3 separate regions of the Sus scrofa genome follow, and regions 2 and 3 are each linked to region 1. A link is a contact called in public Hi-C data. All regions are on one chromosome and are shown on one strand. Each heading gives the region's core, a stretch centred on a gene start, on an enhancer-like site or on the middle of the called end of the contact. The rest is flanking DNA. Distances are from core to core; before and after follow the strand shown.

Region 1 (4,474 bases), core at 762-3,261:
TGCTGTGACACATCGATTCCAGGACTCCCTGGACTTCACCTGTGCCTGAGATGTGAATAAAGTATGTTTGGGTGTTGCAGAGGTTTATTTTTGTCTGCTCCCCAGTCAGGAGGATGGCAGTTGGGGTGACTGTGCCATTCATTCCTAAGGGCATTTGGTGTACACAGGCTTGGGAATTCAGGGGCCTGATGGGGCTGAGGGATGTTCCTCTCCCTTCCATACCAAGTGTGTGCAATCCCAGCACCCTCCTGGATTCAAAGGGGAGAATTGGAGGCAATGATACTGATCATATGGTTTATAAAGACTAAACCGATGATGATAGTTAGCATGAGTACTGAGGAACAACAGAAGCTTTATAAAGACATGCTTTCCCCTACAAATTAATTAGAACACATCTCTCTCATGAGAGAATTACCTAGTGATTTTTTTTAATCCTTTAAAATTTTTGATTGAAGGGTGCCATGAAAGTATCAAATGTAATTATCATTAGGTAGCATTTTGCTTCATATCACTGTGGGACCCAAATCCTGTAAAAGGAGGAATAGCTCTTGACCATGTACCTGGTCCTTCACCTAACACAAAAAACTGCTTTGACAGTCTCCCCCCCCCTCTTTTTTTATTAATTGCAAATGCCTTCGCCCTAGAGCAACTTTATTCAAACTCAGGAAAATAGCTGACAACTGGACATTCTCTCCAACAGTGTGACAGGTAAGGAAAGGCCACCTTCAGCCCTTTCTCATATTTCCTCTTATATTTGGAAACCAAGAGCCATACTAGTGGAAACAGACCTTGTGTCTTTTATTTTTATCTTTTTAGGGTCGCACCGGCAGCATATGGAGGTTCCCAAGCTAGGGGGTCTCATCGGAGCTGTAGCTGCCGGCCTATGCCACAGCCACAGCAACGCAGGATCCGAGCCCGTCTGCGACCTACACCACAGCTCAGGGCAACTTGGGATCCTTAACCCACTGAGCAAGGCCAGGGATCAAACCCGCGTCCTCATGGATACTAGTCGGGTTTGTTAACCACTGAGCCACAACGGGAACTCCCCACCTTGTATCTTTTAAAGTCTGCTGTGTAATATTGGTTCGGTGGTTCTCCATTGTTTTCCCCACTCCAACCTTGACCGTCTAAAGGATGAGGCGCACTCAGATCAGTAGCAGCGGCTCACTGTGGCAATAACTGCGGGGGCAGGTTATTGAAGGAAAGAATGAATGTGGTTGGTGGGTGGAGATTCTGCCTTAGATACCCGCTCCCCCGCCCCATTATCACAAGCTCTTCAAAGCTAGTAGTAATTTACAAGCTCTTTGGCAAGCTACTTCATTATCTACCTGGATGAATGTACTTCCTGTCAGTAGAGTTTCTCTAACCCCGTCACTGTCAATTTTTTTTGTTTACGATACTGCAAAGAGATTTGACGTTCTTGGGCACAGTTATCCCCTTCACGTTCCTTTTTCGTTTGTTTTGTTCCGAAAGCCTTAGAGTTGCAGGCCAGGGTGACTAGAACAAGAGGTGGGGTCCCTAATTAATGAATGGGACTTGGGAGGCAGAGGGCTCGTTTTTACGCCGGTAAGGAGTAAAATTCCGAGTCGCGGTTGATTTCATGCAAATAGGGCTGGAGAGGCCCAGGGCGGACCTAGTTTGGGGTGAGCACCCGGATCTGCGAGCCCGTGTTGCTTCAGCGTCTCACCATGCGTGTGGGGGGAGGCTGGCCCCCGGTCTCTCCTGGTCCCATCGGCACTAACCTTCACCCCAGTCTCTGCGGAACTATATTATTAGAAAGCGACACTCCACACACTGCCGCTCAGACGCCAGAGGGAGGCTGCCAGTGGCTTGGCAGGTGGGCACGAAGCCGGGAGATGGGTGGGGGAGTGGGGCGGAGGCATCGTCGAGTGGCGTTTGGGTCAGCCAATGGTAGTTCGGAGCTGGGGTGGCAGGGGCGGAGGCGCCGAGGCCGATCAGCCAATGGAGGGCGAGCAACTACTGGAACGACCTGGTGACGTGAGGAGCGTTCCATTCGGCCAGCGGTGGGCGGTTGCCACAGCTGGTTTAGGGCCCGGACCATTGGGGCCCCTTGTCAGGAGGAGGCAGCCTTCGGGCTGGGGAGTAGTCGCTGCCACCTCGGGCGGCCGACGCGGTCCCCTGGGATAGTGCACTTCCTGGCCTCGTTTCCCCGCTGAGTTCGCTCTCCGGGGTTCAGGTAACAAGGAGTGGGGGTGGGGGTCTCCGGAGCTCGGCCGCGTGGTGGGCTGCCGCCCCCTCCGCTGCACCGGGACGCGCGGACCTGGCCCTGCCCTTCTCGGGCTCCGCGCCTGCCGAGCCCGCGGCTGAGGGTGACTACACGTGGCGGGGCGTGTGTGAGTGTATACGAGCGTGCGGAGGTGGCGCGCGTCCCAACCTGCCCGGGGCGGTGGTCGGCGGCGTGGCCGAGGCAGGGCGGGCCTCCCGAGGCCGCGCCCGCCGCCGGTCCGCCTCGAACTCTGGCCTCGGATCTCGGGCCGCTGGGCCGGTCCCTGGTTCTCGACGGATTTTGATCTTTGTTCTGCCAGGCCCAGCTCTCCTCCTTCCTGGTCTCTCTGCTCCCGCTGGGCTGGTTTATTAGGAGGAGATTGTTTTCCAGGTTAGTTTTACACAAAGGAAGTGTTAACTGCACCTCTGGTGCCCCCTCCCTTTTCCCAAGCCTTCCACCCTCTCCTTTCCCTGCTCAGCTCCTAGGTTCTCTTTGGACCCTTGCCCTCTCCAGCCCGGGAATGATTTCAAGTTGGTTGTTTCTCATCAGTCAGTCGGGCTGCAGGCTTCCACCTCATTCTTGCCAGCACTGGGCATGTGGTATCAGTAAATAGAGGCCACAGCACCACACCTGAGAGAAGGGTGGCCTTGGCAGAGAAAGGTCTGGGGATTCAGGATGCTAAGTGGAGATGGTACTTCCGAAATGTCCCAGAAAGCACCCTTATGACTTTTCTTAACTGCTGCTATCCCTCCCCCGCCCTCCAGCCCTATCAGAACCTCTCCTGCTTCAGGCAGCCTTTCACCTACAGGTTTGTGATGTGGTTTCATTAAGAGTCCCACAAATGTTAGGCTAGACCAGCAAGATTGGTTCATTTCCCAGACTCAGGAAGTTAGGAGGGTTTGATTAGGGGAAATCTGTTTTGAGTAAATACAACCTGGGTTTGTGTACAGAATGTCCAAAACCTCCTAGCTCTGCCAGAGGATGACTTGTTCGCTGGTGTGATTCATATTTGACCGGCTAATTGAAGAAAGAAAGTGAAGAAGTGGAGAAGCGGAGAGAATGGTTCCTTAAGAATAGAGATTCTTACTGTTATTTTCAGAGTCCTCTTCATGATGATTATAAAACAATATGGTAGAGTGGAAAGTGCCCTGGCCTGAAAGTCAACAGACTTGTTTGTTTTCTTGGCTTAGCCTTGTGGCCTTGTGACCCTAGATAAGTAATTTCCCCTCTTTGGTCTTGACTTTACTCATTTCCAAAACAAAGTAATCGGACTAACACCTATAAAAATCCCTTCTAGTTCCAAAGTTCTCTGGGAATCACATCATCAATATTACAGTGGAAGTAACGGAGTATATTTAAGAAGATATACTAGCCCCCTTCTCTTTTTGAGCGCCTTTAACTTTTTCTTCTGCTAGGGGACGAAAACAGATTAGAAATAAACTTCCCCATTTCTTCACCCAACACCCCTTCAGGCGTTGCTCCTCTTTCTGCCTCTGGGAAGGAAGATTGAACTGCATTTTCTTGTTCCTGCCTCATTTTTTTCTGTCTTCTTGTGTTTTTTCTTAGGGCTGGAAATTGGACTTTTGATGATGTTTGACCCGGCGGCAACAATAGCAGGCAACGTGATTTCAAAGCTGGGCTCAACTTCTGTTTCTTCCCGCTTGTAATCATAAAGCCCATTTTGGACCAGGAATTCCAATCATGTCTGTGATGGTGGTGAGAAAGAAGGTGACACGGAAATGGGAGAAACTCCCAGGCAGGAACACCTTCTGCTGTGATGGCCGAGTCATGATGGCCCGGCAAAAGGGCATCTTCTACTTGACCCTCTTCCTCATCCTGGGGACGTGTACGCTCTTCTTCGCTTTCGAGTGAGTTTCTGTTGAGTAGCATGGCCTGATTATAGTTAATCTTGGGTCCAGGGAAAGAACCGTCTTTCTGGGGAGTTTGTCAGGAGTCCTGGGATGGGCTCTGGGCCTCTTGAGCGGTGCCTATAGATCGTGCCAACTGAATTCATCGCTTTGCGCTCATAACAGAGTATGTGCTTCCTCAAAAGCCCAAGACCTCTGATACCAATTTTACTGCACTGATTTGGGGCCACCCCTGGAACACTGGGGGAGTAAAAGAGTTTGTCTTTATCACTCACCTCCCCTTATCAGTGGTCTCCTTAGATGCTTAGTGCCTGCCTCTTCCCCACCCCTCCTGAGCCTAGAGTCTAGGGGCACTTCTCGTGGCCCATGATACTCATAA
Region 2 (4,598 bases), core at 945-3,444, 270 kb before region 1:
AAAATGAATGTGCTGTACAATGACTTTTCCTTGTGTTAACTGTTCATCATTAAATGACTTTCTTTCAAATACATCTAGTTGTTTTCATAGGTACTTGAGTGTCATGATTTTGACAGTGTTTTTGAAAGCCTCTTTCATCAACAGATATGATTAATTTTGTATTTAATCAACCCATGTTGATTATCGGCTTTTAGAAAGAGAAATAAATATCCATGTCCGTAAAGCCTTTAAAATCTGAATTAGAAAGAACTTTTTACCTTACTGTGGAACCGATATTTTCAATATTTATCCCTCCCAAACAGCCGTCAGTTAAAAGTCACGCATTGCCAGAGTTCCCCTGTGGCACCAGTGGATTAAGGATCCAGCATTGTTACTGCGGTGGCTCAGGTTCGATCCTTGGCCCTGAAACTTCCCCATGTCATTGGTGTGGCCAAAAAAAAAAAGTCATGGTATTGCCTGCACTTCTGAACATTAGTCTATTCTTAATGAGTAAGGGAATACTGGGTCATTTTTACCCAATAAATACTGTTTCCTGAATTAAACTTCCTCAAACAACACCTTTGTAATTTCATTTTCTATCCTTAATCCACTAAAAATAATAACTTCATCACCTACAAGATTAGGGCTAAATTCTTTTACCAGTTCAAATCTGGCCCTACCATATTCACTTGTCCTTATTTACTTCTTAGTATGTACTCTCTGTCATTGTCCCCTATAAATGTGCTGGGGTTTGTTTGTTTTATACCTCCAAGCTATTTAAACAACATGATGCATCCTGTAAAATACTTTACAAATATTAGGTCATGTAATCTTCATAACAACCCTATGAGATTGATAGATGAGGAAACTGAAGCACAAGTGACTTTTCCAAGTGGCAGAGCCAGGATTCAACTTGGGGCAGAAGGGATCCAAAGTCAATGGTGCTTGACCACTGAAAATATTACTTTGGGTCCCAATGAATTCACCATCTGAAATATCATCCCTTCTCCATTGTCTATTTGAATTTTAATACTCATCCTTCAAGATGTAGCTTAAGTAACATTTCTTGTATGAAGTCATTCCTTAGCTTTTCCATCCCATACTTTTCTCTTGCTCTGGCACTACATCAGATATTTAAATGACCAGTGTATGTCATCTTCCCAATCAGACAGTGACCACTTCCTATACTATTCACATCCCCCAGAGCTCCTCTCATAGCACAGTCCAAATGGCAAGTGCTCAATACTTGTTAACCAAACATGTAACTCAAAGCTTTGAAAAAGACATATTTTGCATACAGCCCAAAGTTTATTTCCAATTTAGCTTACATGTGGTAGAGTCAAAACACCTATCTGCACTCAGCCTCTCACCCTACTCCTCCAACTCTTTTAAAAAATCTGCTTAGGATTTCTCTCATATAAAGTCGGTGAAGCACAAACTCTTTTTGCCGGCATCCTGCTCTCAAGCACCGAAGCCGTAACAGCCGACTACCGCAGCACCCGGTACAGCATCTAGGACACAGAACCGCACAGTATAAAAGTGGTATGGGAAAGAGTGAGCGGAATGTCTACTGGTCCAGGAAACAGGCGCTTGGTAGGAAAGCGCCAGCAATTTGTAAAAGACGGAAGTCCGCTCCGAATCTGGGAAGCCAGGTTCCCCGGCAGGCCCTGTGGAAAGACTGGAAGTGGACTTCAGCAAGAGAATCCGGAAGGCTTATTACCTAGTAATTAGGAACCTAAAACAGAAGACTAAACCGCGGCGCTGAGGCCACGCTTTGTGAGGTACTGTTACCGCAGCAGTACTGGCCACAACCAGGCAGAGCGGCCCCATCAGCCGCTCCTCGGGCAGCTTTCCAAAAGCGCTTACCCACACGTGTTGCCACCAACCTGCGGAAAATAGCTAGCAACTCCGGCTGGGGTCTTTGCAAGTGTGAGGGCAGCTAGGCACATGCGCACAGCTTCTCGCCGTGCGGGCCAATCGCAATGCGGCGCTGAGCATCGCGCCTGCGCAGTAGGCCTCCAGGCGCTCTTCCCCTTCCCTGCCGGAGCTGGCCGGCTTAGCTGTCCAATGCCCACCCGGAGCTGGGAGGAGGAGCCTGCGTAGAGTGCGTGTGAAGGGAGCAAGGGGAACGGCCCGGGGCCCTTGGTGTTTGACCCGTCCGTCGGTGCGTAAGAAGAAAGGAAAGGAGGCGGCGGTCCAGAGTAGCGGTTGCCGAAATGTTCCGGTGTGGAGGCTTGGCGGCGGGTGCTTTGAAGCAGAAGCTGGCGCCCTTGGTGCGGACGGTGTGCGTCCGAGGCCCGAGGCAGAGGAACCGGCTCCCAGGTGATTGACCCATCCCGGTAACCCCCACCTCGAAGTCCAAAGGCCTGGGCTCCAAAGGCTCTCTTTGCCTCTCAGTCCTAAGCCCACCCCACCCCCACCCCAGGGGAAAAACTAAACACACTCACAGTCGCTAAATTCCGAGGTGGAGAGATCTAAACTGTGAGTTTCGCAAATCGTGCTGACCTGACCTTCAGGGGATTTGAGCCCAGTAGTCGGCTTGAGGCCTTTTCCTGGGAGGCTTTGCTGTTCGGGGATAACAGACCAGCTGGCTGTCTCCTATTGTCCGATGCCACCTCGCAGCCACCCCCAGTTGGCCTTTTTAGAGCCGTGAGGTCAAGTCGACTTTGTCGTTTGTCGGTTGTGAGGCCCTAAGCAGGACGTTTAAGCTCGACACCTCAGGTCCTTTTGTAAATGAGTATATTGCCTGCCTACCTTCCAAACCCCACCTGTGATTCATAGATTTGAGCGCCCTGAGAAGCAGAAACAGTGCAATGAAAGTAAAGAGTCAGTCGGCTATGCGCCAGACACCAGGAAGAGTTGGCCCAGAATTCATTTGACATGTCTGGTCAGTGGAATTCTTGCTGGTCTCTAATGCTTCTAAGAAACAGTTTGCAGAACGCATTGCATTTGCCCTCCATGAAGTTGTTTCATCAAATGTTAGAGCTGGAAGGGATTTCGTGGTAAAGTTCAACCCATTCATTTTATAGATAATAAACCGAGGCAAAGACAGGTGAAATTACATGCCCAAGGTCACAAACCTAATTAATAGGCAGAGCAAAGTATAGTTTTCCAGTCTTTATTTCCCTAATCCCCTCGCCCTAACTCCACATTGCTTTCTAAAATTTGACCTCAGAAGGTTAAGAATGAATGCGGTTCCCCTTCAGCCGGTTGTGCATCAGATACCCTTGAATGTATCCAAGCTTATCTCGAGCCTGCTAATCTTCAACCTGCACAACTTCAGAGGGGTAAAGAATCATCTACCTGTAGGAGGTGCTGTTTTGTGGGTTTTTTAGTCAATAATCTTTGAATGGCCACCTGAAGATATTCATATTTGCAATGTGAGAAATGATCCTTGAGGCCTTTTCTTTCTTTTTTCTCTTTTACTTTCTTTTTTTTTTAAGGGCTGCACCCAAGGCATATGGAAGTTCCCAGGCTAGGGGTATTCGAAAGTTGCCCAGAAATTTACACAGAAACTTAAGTAAGCTGAAGATTTTCATCTACACACACTGGCCTTTCAAACTTTATGTACTTATTTTGCCTAAATTGTTTTGTGGGAAAACTAAGAATTATTGGCAATAGAGATCCTGAGGAGGAGTTCCTGCAGTGGTGCAGTGAGTTCGGAATCCAACTGCAGTGGCTCAGGTCCCTGCAGAAGCTCAGGTTTGACCCCCACCCCCCGCCCACTGAGTGGGTTAAAAGATTCCCTGTTGCCCTGCAGGCGTAGCTCGAAGCTAAGGCTTGGACTCAGTCCCTGGCCTGGGAACTTCCTTAGGCCACCTATGCTGCCAATAAAAAAAAAAAAAAAAAAAAAAGGAGTGAGAAAAAGAATGTATATATTTATGTATGACTGGGTCACCTTGCTGTACAGTAGAAAATTGACAGAACATTGTAAACCAGCTATGATGGAAAAAATAAAAACCATTAAAAAACAAAAGGAAAAGAAACAACTCACAATTTTTGCCAGCATTATGAAATCTGACCAAAAACGTTCTCATCAACTAAGTATGGATTTACAAAGGTAAATTGGTTTATTAGACATTTGAAGGTGGTTAGTAGTATTAGAACTGAAGAATACAGAAAATGTTCTTTTCCATTGCATGACTTTGTTTGAAAGCAGTCTGCTGTAGAGTATATTCCGACTTCTTGACATATCCATCCATCTCCTTGTGTATACTTATTCTTTGTCTTTTGGCCAAGCACCGGAGTGTAACGTTCCCTTTAGCAATGGGAGGAGATGAGGTCACAATTTCAAAAAGAAATGATTGTCATTTTAGGGATTAACCTTGTCTTGTGGCTCGATTTACTAATTGCTTTTAATCTGATTTCTTTTGCACACAGTAGCATTTACCATGTTTTTGCATAGATCAAGAAGAAGCATTTTTTATTGATATGCCATTTCCTCCTCCTTTTCCCCCCTTCCTCCCCACTAGTTCTTCACCAGGATTATAGCAAACTTTAAACCTACCTTGAAATGATCTCATCCATATCTGTCACCATTGTCAGGTTCGTTTCCATTATATGTTGCCTTTTGCCTTAAAACCATAATTGCTACTATTTATTTATTTGCTTAATTTAGA
Region 3 (4,417 bases), core at 768-3,267, 320 kb after region 1:
AATAAGGATAGCACATGCTCTGTAAATAGCAGTTGTTGCCACAAGCCAAAGGGCAATATTTACATGAATCCCGTGGCAAGGTCTAGGGACCAAACATTGACCTTTCCAGCCAAACTTATACTTGGTAGCAATTTCAGCCCTGTCATTGTGAAAAGGAAGGATCACATTATACATACATGGAAAATTGCCAATGTCTCAATGCTTTTTGCCCCTTCCCCCATTTATTTCTAAATTCTCTTTTGGAACTTGGAACACAGGTTCCCACAGGAAAGGTGTTATGCAGGGATGTGAGTTTCCCAGATTCCTTCACAAAAGTGCATTTAGCCCACCATGTAGCTGAAATATCACACACTGGCAATGAGAAATACAATCAAATAAAGTACCCTTGCAAGCAGGAACACACACATCAATACACAACAAATATTTCTTGAGCCTTTCTCCTTTGAAGCTCCAAACAATGAAAGGTGGATTCTATCCTCCTATAGCTGCAGTTTGGCGATAAAGAACTCTTCCATTGCCTTTATCTGCAAGATTCCTTCTCAAGTCAGGTGGATGCATGCATTGCAGCATCCTTCTCTTCCAGTGAATTTTCCCACCAGACAAGGCTTAATGACTCAGGAGACTGACAAAACTTAGTGGCGAAGGGGTAGGATATCCAACTCAAGGTCTCCAGCTTTTATTTGGAGACACTTCACACTGCAGTTAAATACATCTGTACATTTTTTAAAAATCGTGTTTCGAATGACCTGTTACATGACTTTATTCCATCCCATTTTTGTTTTAAAGTTGATGCTTCAGAAATATGAACTATTTTTAATACTGAGACTCCACATACCCGCTGGAGAGTACATATGTGTACTCTAGGGTGAGAAACGTGGACACCGGGGGCAAAATCTAAAGTGAATGAGAACATAATGGATGTAAAATCAGGGCAAAGCTAAGCACCACACCAGCCTCTCCTTTCCTCTCAGTGGCACAATCCTTCAATCACCTGTGTCTTGCTCTTTGCATCTTTCCCTGTTCAAAACCAGTCCCTGAACAGGATCTCACACTCATTCACACTAAGGTGTAAATGGCCAATAACAGCTAAAATGTCACAAGGTTTTTGCATATTAAGGAATTACAGCTTTAAAACAAAAAAGAAATTTAGGGTATCCCAGGAAAAAGGGATGTATCTGGAGGACAAATGTGTGCCTTCCTGCTATTTGCAGAAATCACACTTGATTTCAGATTGGTAACTTAGGAAGGTGTGTTGAGGGAAATTAATCATGCTTTCTTCATACTTTGGAAAATAGATGCTTCATTTTCAGAATTGTAGGTTTTGTGATTGGTGTTCGGTATACTGGTTTTCTGTATGTTTTGCTACCTTTCGTCCCCAATGACTGAAATTTTAAGGCTGAGATGTAAATCTTCCTGTTATTGATCAAAATAAATGGTGGGGAGAAATGGAAACAATAATATTTAATAACTGACGTTTGCATACCCTTTACGAAATGCTCTTATATCCACGATTATGCATATTACTGGTGTTGAATTACTACTAAACAACGGGGTAGGAATAGAATACCAAAACAATCACAATAATTCAGTTCAACTGCTGATGTTGGGCACCTACCATGCGTTGCCCCAGGTTCTGTGGGGACATTGACCTTGCCCCCCAGAAGTTTTTAAAATTCATTGGTGAAGGCAAAAGATGGGCTCCTGCACATTGGCCATCCAAGAGGTTTCAGAACCGAAAATAGAGCGAATATACGTAAAAACCGAGTCACACTTTGCCTTGTAAGTGAATGTTTGCAGCTGCAATCAAGAGATTCAAGGAATGCTTCTCCTGCAGAATTTACAAAGGTGGGAAGGGCACCACCAGTCCCCCTTTGGGGATCTGGGAAAGGACAGTCCCCAGAGGGGATCTGGGCTTTGCAAATGGTGAGACAGACCTTCTACAGTACAGTTATAAGCAGAGGAAAAGTTCTTTGTGCAAGAAGGGGAGAGCGCCCCGAGGTACAAAGAGCAGATTTAAGGGGAAGAGGATTCCTTCTGCACACATCTGCGAGGGGAGCTCGGGCTGACTGTTGGGGGCGTGTGGGGAAGGAGATTTTTTAGGGGGCCGCGGGCTGTGGGTTCCCGCCTCCACCCCAGTCCGCGCCCCACGCTCAGGCAACAGTTGGTCGTGCGGGGACGGCCTGGGCTCCGGGTGGGGAGGGGGAGTCTCGCGATCGTTGAGGGGGGGTGGAGGAAGGGGGGAGGGTGACGGGGGGAGGCCATGACGTAGGGTGGGTGGACGGAAGTGGGGCAGGGTTGAGGGTTATTTAAAGAAGGGGGGGCCGAGCGAAGGGGTTGGAAGCGAGTGATTCCCCACCCCTGCTCCATCTAGCTCTTTCCAGTGCAGCCACTGCCGCCGCCCAGGAGCCCTCGTCCCCTCGCTCGTTCCCCTCTTCGTTCCCGCTCCAACGCCATGGAGCCGGACACCGCCGCAGTGGCAGCCACCGTGGCAGCCTCTGATGCGACCGCCACGATCGTGGTCATAGAGGACGAGCAGCCGGGGCCGTCCATCTCCAAGGAGGAGGGAGCCGCCGCCGCGGCCACCGCGTCCACCGAAGCCACCGTGGCCACGGAGAAGGGCGAGAAGAAGAAGGAGGTAAATAGGAAGGGGGTGTGTGTGCGGTGGACAAATCCTGCGCCGGGCCCCTCGGAGGGGCCCAAACGCTGACCTTTGGGCGCCGACAGGTACCCGCGGAGCTCCGCAGGGTTGGGGGCGGCGGGCGCGCGGGGTGGGGGCGGCAGAACAGTCTAGCATTCGCTCCCCTCCCCCTTCGCTTCTCGCCGCCTGGAGGGCGGGGGCGGGGCTGGGGCGCGGGCGCGGCGCGGGGCGGCGGGTGCCCGTTATCTCGGGGCTTGGGGGCTGGGGAGCCCTCGACAGCCCCCGGCCCCTTTGGCGTTCCCGGAACTGGGGTAACGAGGTGGGGGATGGGGCCGTGGAGGAAAAAGCCTCCGCCTCCCCCTCTCCTCTCGCTCGCTCCCTCTCCCCCCCCCTTCCCGTCGGCCTCTGCCTGGGAAATCTGGGCCCTTCAATCCCACACTCAGGCAAAAGGGGTTTACTGGGGGTTTATTTTTTAAAATTTGAATTTCCAGGTGCCGGTGGTTGGGAGGAGGAGGACGATAGGAGAGACGTTTGTTTCTTTGATTGGCAATGTCGGCCTTTGGGGTGGCAGGGAGAAAAAAAATCCCTTGTTCGTTTGGTCCCCGCCTGCTGAAGCGGGGGTGTCACCCCGAGAAAACGAGCTCTCAGCGTCGTACCACCGCCCCCCCCCAATCCAGATCCCAAACTGAGGAACCCTGGACGCTGGCTTAGGAAAATTTCCAACGTGTGCACCCTCACCCTCTCCTGCCCCGCCCCCGACGGTATAGTGTTTCACTCCAGGGCCACCCAAATGGTCCCCCAATCCGGCCCCAAGCCTTCCAGGCTTCCGCCTCCTTTTCCTAGTGGGCGCTGCTGGCTCCTGGACACACGCAGGTTTTTTTTTTTTTTTTAATTTTGTTTTTTTAAACCCAGCGTCGCCAGGATGAATTGCTGCTAATGTACATAAGGGGACCGCTGTGACACCTATTAAAGCCAGATCCAAAAAAATACGTATTATCTCCATAAGGCGTATTTCATACGGACTGAGACGTGCAAGTAGAACTATGAAAGGCTATTGAAATATTGGAATAAAAAATTAGGTTGAGGCATAAGGATTTTGATGTATAGTAAAATTGTGGAATGGATCGTTTATGGCTGGATTTTTTTTCCGTTTACGAGTAGACATATCGCAATTAAAAAAACGGTAGGTAATTAAAATTATGCTTTAGCGATCTCAAGTGGCTTTGTTTGAATCATTATATGATGCTCTACGACCAAATGAAAAGCTTTTGAGGGAAATTAACACCTTTGGCCGTGAATTAGAGTAATTTTAAATTCAGCAGTTGCTTAAAAGTGACGTATTTTACTGTTACAAGGTTGACTAAACAGAAAGACAATTGTAGCGCTAAGTGAAAACCATAGAAAACATACGCATTTTAAGATCTGTGTGGTACTTGGATCAGTAAGACAATATCGATGATTAAAGCTGGGCCAAATACCAAGCATCGATGATATAAATCAATGTTGGGAAATTCAGGAATGTGTCTGGATACCTTTTCTTCCCTAGACTGGGCGAATGTAAGTGCTTGGCCGTCTTTTGTATGGCAGTAAATGTTGTCGAATTTCCAGGGTATATGAATTTTTGGAATTGTGAAGAGACTGGTAATCAATAAAAAACGTGTATAATCACTGAGTTGATGCATATATATTCGTGAACTCTGTGGCCTTATCAGAAATTGCACTAGTAGCACCTCATTTGTTGGCTCGGCATAGAGAAATGAGGTGCCACCTGGCAGGAAC

Evidence for each region. Hi-C and Micro-C count contacts between places; a contact is called where the count stands out from the background.
Region 2: a Hi-C map of liver shows a contact between it and region 1, with 6 times the contacts expected there. The contact joins the promoter of AIFM1 here to the promoter of ZDHHC9 in region 1. A contact is called at or near these places in 1 of 5 promoter capture datasets (liver), 1 of 47 Hi-C or Micro-C datasets (liver) and 1 of 2 datasets of contacts at active chromatin or transcription factors (alveolar macrophages).
Region 3: a Hi-C map of liver shows a contact between it and region 1, with 2.4 times the contacts expected there. The contact joins the promoter of SMARCA1 here to the promoter of ZDHHC9 in region 1. A contact is called at or near these places in 2 of 47 Hi-C or Micro-C datasets (epiblast stem cells and liver).

Annotation. Positions count from the first base shown.
Region 1 is chrX:106,433,614-106,438,087 of Sscrofa11.1, reverse strand. ZDHHC9 (palmitoyltransferase ZDHHC9) reads left to right here and starts at 2,011. Exons shown (of 11, transcript XM_003135365.5): 1 at 2,011-2,197; 2 at 2,547-2,617; 3 at 3,794-4,095. The coding sequence starts at 3,929.
Region 2 is chrX:106,705,719-106,710,316 of Sscrofa11.1, reverse strand. AIFM1 (apoptosis inducing factor mitochondria associated 1) reads left to right here and starts at 2,194. Exons shown (of 16, transcript NM_001297632.1): 1 at 2,194-2,301. The coding sequence starts at 2,196. It also overlaps a transcript of RAB33A not described here.
Region 3 is chrX:106,113,756-106,118,172 of Sscrofa11.1, reverse strand. It overlaps SMARCA1 (probable global transcription activator SNF2L1), which reads left to right and starts at 2,017. Exons shown (of 24, transcript XM_003360444.4): 1 at 2,017-2,635. The coding sequence starts at 2,453.